Regions from separate parts of the Mus musculus genome. Here region 1 is linked to region 2. Evidence: chromatin contacts called from public HiChIP or PLAC-seq data. All regions are on one chromosome and are shown on one strand. Each heading gives the region's core, a stretch centred on a gene start, on an enhancer-like site or on the middle of the called end of the contact. The rest is flanking DNA. Distances are from core to core; before and after follow the strand shown. Region 1 has its middle 27 kb from the start of Gm31419. Region 2 overlaps Gm31096 (a long non-coding RNA gene).

Region 1 (3,274 bases), core at 399-2,898, 400 kb before region 2:
CCTGCAAGTTCATAACCCAGGAAGGACCACTGTTTCGGGTCAGGTCTAAAGTTGAAAGAAAACCTGCATCCCAGCTCAAAGGCAGATACAAAGGATAATTTCTTCTTTCTTAGGGAAGAAGGGTGGCCTTTCTTCTATTCAGGCCTTTAACCAGTTGGATGTAAACAACTTGCTGAATTTAGTTTATCAATTTAAATGTTGAACTCCTCCAAAATCACACCCCATAGAAATACCTATGGCCATCCCATGGGGCAATCAAAATTAACCAGTATAGCTGAAGAACTATTAAAATGGGCTAATTCTACCGGGTCTGATTGTAGGAGTTTTCATGGTACGAGGAAAGCTTGGCTATCAATATATTTTAACTTTTTCTTACAACCAAGGGAACGAGCCAAGTAAATTTTGTACCTGTGGGCACTATTGGAGCCAATCAATCCCCTCTGTTGAAGTCCTCACTCCCAATACCCGAGAATTCAGTCCTATTTGGAAGCAGGATTGCTGAGGTACCATTAGTTGAGATAAGATCGTAGCAGTATGGGGTAGGTGCAACCCACTGTGACCAGTGAGTGTCCTTGTAAGAGAAGAAGCTGAGTTTAGTGGGGCACACCTTTAACCCCAGCACTTCGGGGACAGAGGCAGGTGGAACTCTAACAGGCCTAGACCAGCCAGGACCACAGAGGAACAGAGAGATGACTATGTGACAAAGAAGGCAGAGACTGAAGTTTGCAGCTACAATCCAAGGAGTGTCCAGGATTATGAGCAAACCACTGGAACAGTGGTTCTCAGCCTTCCTAATGCCCCGGCCATAACATTATTTCTTGGCTCCTTCATAAGTGTAATTTTGATCCTGCCGTGAATCATAATGTAAATATCTGATATGCAGGCTATATTAAAAGCAACCACTAAAGTGGGCATGACCCATAGGGCTAAGAATCACTGCACTAGAAGCTGTGTAGAGGCAAGGAAGGATTCCCAATGTGTTCAGAAGAAACAAGGCCCTTGAAGACTACATTTATGGTTGGCCAAGCAGTATTTGTTGTCTTATTATGATGTCCTCGCGAAATCAACAAAATAATAAGATAAAGGGAGCCCTAAAAGGTGGTTTGCTGACTCTTATGGGGAGGGAGAGTGGAGTAAGCAAAGACTGCTCATTCCTTCTCTATGGGTTGAAAGACATTTTCCTCCCTCCTCCTCCTCCTCCTCCTCCTCCTCCTCCTCCTCCTCCTCCTCCTCCTCCTCCTATCCTTTAGTTTGGGATCTTTCATATCTAATACCCTATGACACATAACAGAGTCTGTCTAGATGAAGAGCTTTTCAGAAAAGACCCCTTAAACTGACAGCCAGTGTCATCTCCCAAGCTGATCAGAGATCAATTAGAAATCAAAAAGCAGGGTATTTGGTATATCGATTTATTCTTCCTTCCCCAAAGAGCTTCCCCGTGTGGGGATCATCCTCAGAGCCCACGTCAGAGTCCCTAAAGCTGAAGCAATTGCAGTAGGCCCTGTCAAGGTCAATGAGAGGCGCTGCCTGCTCAGCCATCTGCCCCTCGCTCCTTGACGTCTTTTTAAATTAAACCCCACACCCTGTGGTAAAATTGCTCTCGCTCTATAAATAGCAGGCTTGGCTTGGCTTGCCCTGCAAATGCTGCAGAGGAAGGGTGTCAGAGCAAAGAGAAAGGAAGGCCACAAGCCCAAGGGCACATCTCTCGGTCAGATGACTGCAGTCTCTGAGGAAACCCAAGAATTCTCTGTGTAAAGCCTCCTGTTCCCCCTTCTCTGGTGACTTCCTTGTCTACGATCTCTCCTGTACTGGAGTGAACCATCCTCTTTCCCTTTCCTCCATATTTTCCAGATTGAATTTGTCTTGGACCAGGAGATTGCTGCTGGGTTACTGTACATATACTCTCTGTGGACCTGGGACATGCTTCTAATTTCAGTCCCAATCGTTACTGAGTTAAAATGGAAGCCGTCCACAGACACACATGGCTCCTAGTGCTTCCTATGGCCACGCTGCTATAGTAGGGAAGTACAGTTTCATAATGCACTGGCCTGAGTTTTTATAGCCTGTTGCAGCCTCATACCTGCTCCCTGGGCAGGACTCAGATAGCTTCCTAAAGTCCCCTGCATGATTATCTATAAACTCTCAACCCACCTGACTAGAGGCACTTTCCTTCTGTTGGCTGCCACACTTGGGTCACCTCCTCAAGGCTGTCACCACTCCATAGTCAATAAGTCCCTGCCAGAATTTCCTGGGCTGTTCTTCAAGTGTTTGGCTCTTTCTAGTCCCCACTGCTCCACAGTTCACATTCTTCCCACCTCTCTGTCCACCCTGAGACCTTCCCACCCTAGGCCTCATCATTGGCTATGTGGCAGTTGTACAGTCCAGAGCCTGCTTTTGTGCCCCACAGTGTAATGGGGATGGGGGTGGTGAGCTTTGTCTAGGGACAGGGGTCCTGGCTCTACCACAGAGACTCATATTCTGACCTCTAATTCTTTCATCTTGGAAAAGAGACCTACCTCCAGTTCCTTATAATGGTAACTTCTCCCAGGTAACTTCTCAAAAAACAGTAGATACAGAATGCAGAGGTCGAAGGCTGGATGTGTCCCTGGACTCACAGATCCTGAGAAGGTCTCCATGTCTTCTCCTCTCATCAGAAGCTTCCAGTTCTGGGATGGCTCTGAGACCACTGTCTTCACAATGTTCTGCCCGCCCTATGCTCACCAGCTTCCCCTCTCTGGGATTGGAAAAGCCAGACAGCGGCACTGGCAAAGTGGCTCAGTGCTAGAGCTACTGCTGCCAAGCCCAATGACCTAAGTTCGATGCCTGGAACCCATTTCAGGGGCAGAAGGAACCAACTTCCCAAGTTCTTCATGATCTCAACGTGTGTGGTGTATGTGTGCCCCTAAGCCCTGCCCACCAACCAACAAATGAATGTGAAAGGAATAGCAAGCAGGCAGGGTAGAAAGGTCAGTGTATTGGAATGCCCCAGATGTTCTGGGTCACCTCTCTAGGCAGCTAAGAAGGGCTGTTTGCAAAACTTCTGTGCAGAATTGCTTTTCAAAGTGTTTGGCTGAGTAGAACAGGCTAGTATCCCCAGTAAAGGAACTTGTAAAAAATTCAGACTCCCAGGCCCCTTGATCTACCAAATCAGAACCTTGTTTCAACATTGTCTCTGGAGTCTTAGGCACACCTTTCGTGTGCTGACTGGATGCCCTTAGGACTGTCTTTGCAGCTGAGTGGAGCGCTCGTGTGTGCAACCGTCTGGGGCAACAGA
Region 2 (3,338 bases), core at 213-2,712:
CCAGAACGGCATATATTTGGACACACTGAAGAGCAATTCTTCTTTGAGAAGCCCATGCTCACCCTCTCCGGTGTGCCTCATTATTTTCCTGTCCATTTCTAGTCTGCTTCCTATTGCTGTGATAAAACACTGTGACCAAAAGCAACTTGGGGAGCAAAGGTTTCATTTGGCTTTCACGTCCGGATCACAGTTCATTGGTTATGGACCCCAAGGTAGGAATCCAAGCAGGCCAAAAAACTAGAGGCAGAAACTAAAACAAAGACCATGGAGGGGTGCTGTTTACTGGCTTGCTCCCCCCTGGCTTGCTCAACCTGCCTTCTTATTCAACCCAGGACCATCTTCCCCACAGATGATTCTACCCACAGCGGGCTAGGCTCCCAAACAATCATTAATCAAGAAAAATCCCCCCCACAGGTTTTCCTACAGGGCAATCCGATGGAGGCCTTTTCTCAGATGAGGTTCCCTCTTCCCAGATGCCACACTGAACGGACTGCCCACATCTCTCTCTCTATTCTCAAAGGGTCCACTTCTGCTTTGTACCAGCTCACCAGGAACTCTCCTCACGTGGTGTCGCCAAGGATCCAGCTTTGCCTGAATGGCAGTCTCTGAGAAAGAGCTTCTCGGACTTCTGTGGGCCATAGTGTAGAGCTGAGCCTGCTCATCTGTCAACAGTATTAGTATTATGACGCTACTAGTAAACAGATCTCCCTCCTTTGGTGACATTGTCATGCATTTTATTTTCTTTTTAAAAAAAGTTTGTGTCTTTATCTCTTGTTTGATCACTGATCTGTCTCTTCTCTTCTAAAAGAAAAAGAAAGGGATGGACAGCTTTGGAGGTATTTTAATTATCATAATTTAAAAAATACTTGCGGCACATGCATGTTACCCATAAATAAGATACAGCATCATTACCAAGCCACTTGATAATTTGGCAAATATTTTCATATCCTTAGCACCCTGTGTGACTTACTTTGGAGGCTCCACCATGTTTTCAGGGTTCTCTGTGCTGATACACATGACTCTCCTTCACCTGTCTTCTTACACCTCAGCTGTGCCCCGTTGTGTGAATACAGCAGGCTCTATGGATCCATGCCTCCTGCCACAGAAAGTTAAGCTATTTCCAATTTTACAGACGAGGAGGGATGAATAGCCTTGTGGTTTCCTTGCACCATCAAGAGCCTTTCTCAAAGACTTTTTCTTTTCAACCCCCACCTCCCCCTCTGTGCTCCATGCTCTGTCCCTCTGAGCTCTAGGGTGACATCTTGCAGCTGGCTCACTCTCCACCATTGGTTACTGCCGATCTCTGCCTCCCCGGGCACAGTGGAGAGAAAGATAGAGTGGTTATTTAATGAGCCCAGGAAGGCGTCCCTCAGTGACTGACTGTCTCCTCCTGGGGTAACACTGTAAGAATGAGTTGGGGGAGCTTAGATATCTGAATAATTGCCCTGTCTAGACTCAACTGCCACCTCCCTGACGTTCTTGGCACTGTCCAAAAGAGGTCAGCATTAACGGAGCACAGTTAAATATAGACATCGAGGAATAAAAGGCCTAATTAAGAACCAGGAAGTTGCTCTTGGGAAATTAGCAAAGTTTGCCAAGGCATCTTTAGGTGTGCCAAAGCCCAATTTGGCAGAGAAATGCTGATGAGAGACCCGAGCTGGGAGGTAAGAAGAACAGGCTTGTCCCCCCAGTTCACTAGGGCTGGCTGGCTGGCTGCCTGGCAGTGCACCATGTCCCCCAGGCCACACTTGCTGTGATAGGCAAAGGGAAAGCACAGCTCAGAAGCTGGAGGTGCCTTCCCTCAGTATCGAGCTTCCTCCCAATTACGAAGTTAGCAGAAGAAAAACAAACTCAAGCCTGGAAAAAAACCTTTATCATTTGAGATATACCTTTCCTCCTTCAGACCTGGGAAGGACTCTCCATGAATTCTCTCGGTGTTTCATTAGTGCTGTGTGATGAATTCCTCATGCTGATCTGGCTAGGTGGCCATGTGTCTAGGAGATTCACAGGGGTTAAAAATAAGCTTGAGTTAGTGCTATAGATGTACATAATATGAAGTCACCATTTGTATCAGGTCATGGAGGCTACAAGGCAGAGTCCATAGCCCTTCTGAGCCACTGCCTTCAGTGAAGGTGTTCACGGTGACCTCTCCTGTAAAATGGGGCTATCTGCCTCCTAGGGTGCCTGGCCAGATCAATGGGGATAATGTACTGGAAAGCACTTTGACAAATACGAAGTGCAATTCAAATGGATTATTGACAGCCCTTTGTTAAGTGTTCGTTTGATTGCCGAATGTCCTTGAACGCAATGAAGCATCATTTCTTATAAACCGTTTTATAACTCAGACTTTTTTTTTTCTTTTGCAAATTCTGAATGACCTTCCCTCCAATCAGTTCAGCTCTTGTGGTTTTCTTCTAAAGCCCAGGGAGTCACTGCATGGAATCATGAGAAGTGGAGGAAAAGCTTTCCAAGTCACCTGGTGTGCCTCCGCCATCCCTGCATCCCCACAGACAATGCCTGTGCCCCTGGCTAAGAGGTTCTAACCAGAGAAACTTCTGTGGAGCAGCCCTGGACTGCTGGGCTCCTCTCCCTAACCTGTTTGAATTCAGAGAGTCCAGAGCATTTCCACCTGCCAGCTCCAAGCTGCTGTCCATAGTAGGAGTTGGCCTACCACGGCCCTCAGGTCGAATCTAAACAGAATACTGTTTTATAGTCAGAAAGCTAAAATTGATTTCTCAATTTAAATTATTTTTACATTTTTAAGGTGTAAGAACCTTTTACGCAGGGTGTGGTGGTGCACACCTTTAATCCCAGCACTTGGAAGACAGAGGCAGGAGGATCTCTATAGGTTTGAGGCCAGCCTGGTCTGCAAAGAGAATTACAGAACAGCTAAGGCTGTTACACAGAGAAACCCTGTCTCAAGCAAGGAAACCAACAAACCTTTTTTACATCTTAGGGAACTTTCATGACATGAAGCTACATTAGATTCAAATTTCAGTATCCGTAAATGAAGTTTTATTGACACTCAGTCACACCCAACTGTCTCCACGTTGTCTCTGACAGCTTTTGCTCTACAGTGTCAGAGCCCAGTAGAAACAGAACCTCCTCCACAGCCTGCAAGACCTAGTATTGACTGCCTGTATCCTTACAGAAAAACATTGCCAACCCCTACGTCAGAATTACAAAAGTAATCCTGAGCCCTCTGTGAAGTCTGAGCAATATCACTATGTCGACAGTTCTCCCTAACAAACCCTTGGAAGGGCCTCTTAGAGTCCAGTAGTTGTCCTGGGCACTAGAAGCATTTGAAAACAGCATTAGTAATACTAAGTGGTCCCAAA

What was found. HiChIP or PLAC-seq counts read pairs in DNA pulled down with a chosen protein or histone mark.
Region 1: an H3K27ac HiChIP or PLAC-seq map of heart atrium shows a contact between it and region 2, with 6 times the contacts expected there. The contact joins two enhancer-like sites.

Annotation. Positions count from the first base shown.
Region 1 is chr3:85,517,200-85,520,473 of GRCm38.p6, reverse strand. No RefSeq gene overlaps it. Among named protein-coding and RNA genes, the nearest start is that of Gm31419, 27 kb to the right of the region's middle. Within about 2 kb of position 1,648, at least 13 of the 459 cell types and tissues checked have an H3K27ac peak or open chromatin away from gene starts, as enhancers often do. A contact at or near this core is called in heart atrium, where this site is marked.
Region 2 is chr3:85,114,410-85,117,747 of GRCm38.p6, reverse strand. It overlaps Gm31096 (a long non-coding RNA gene), which reads left to right. Exons shown (of 2, transcript XR_003954509.1): 2 at 2,394-3,338. Among named protein-coding and RNA genes, the nearest start is that of Gm31096, 5.9 kb to the left of the region's middle. Within about 2 kb of position 1,462, at least 19 of the 459 cell types and tissues checked have an H3K27ac peak or open chromatin away from gene starts, as enhancers often do. A contact at or near this core is called in heart atrium, where this site is marked.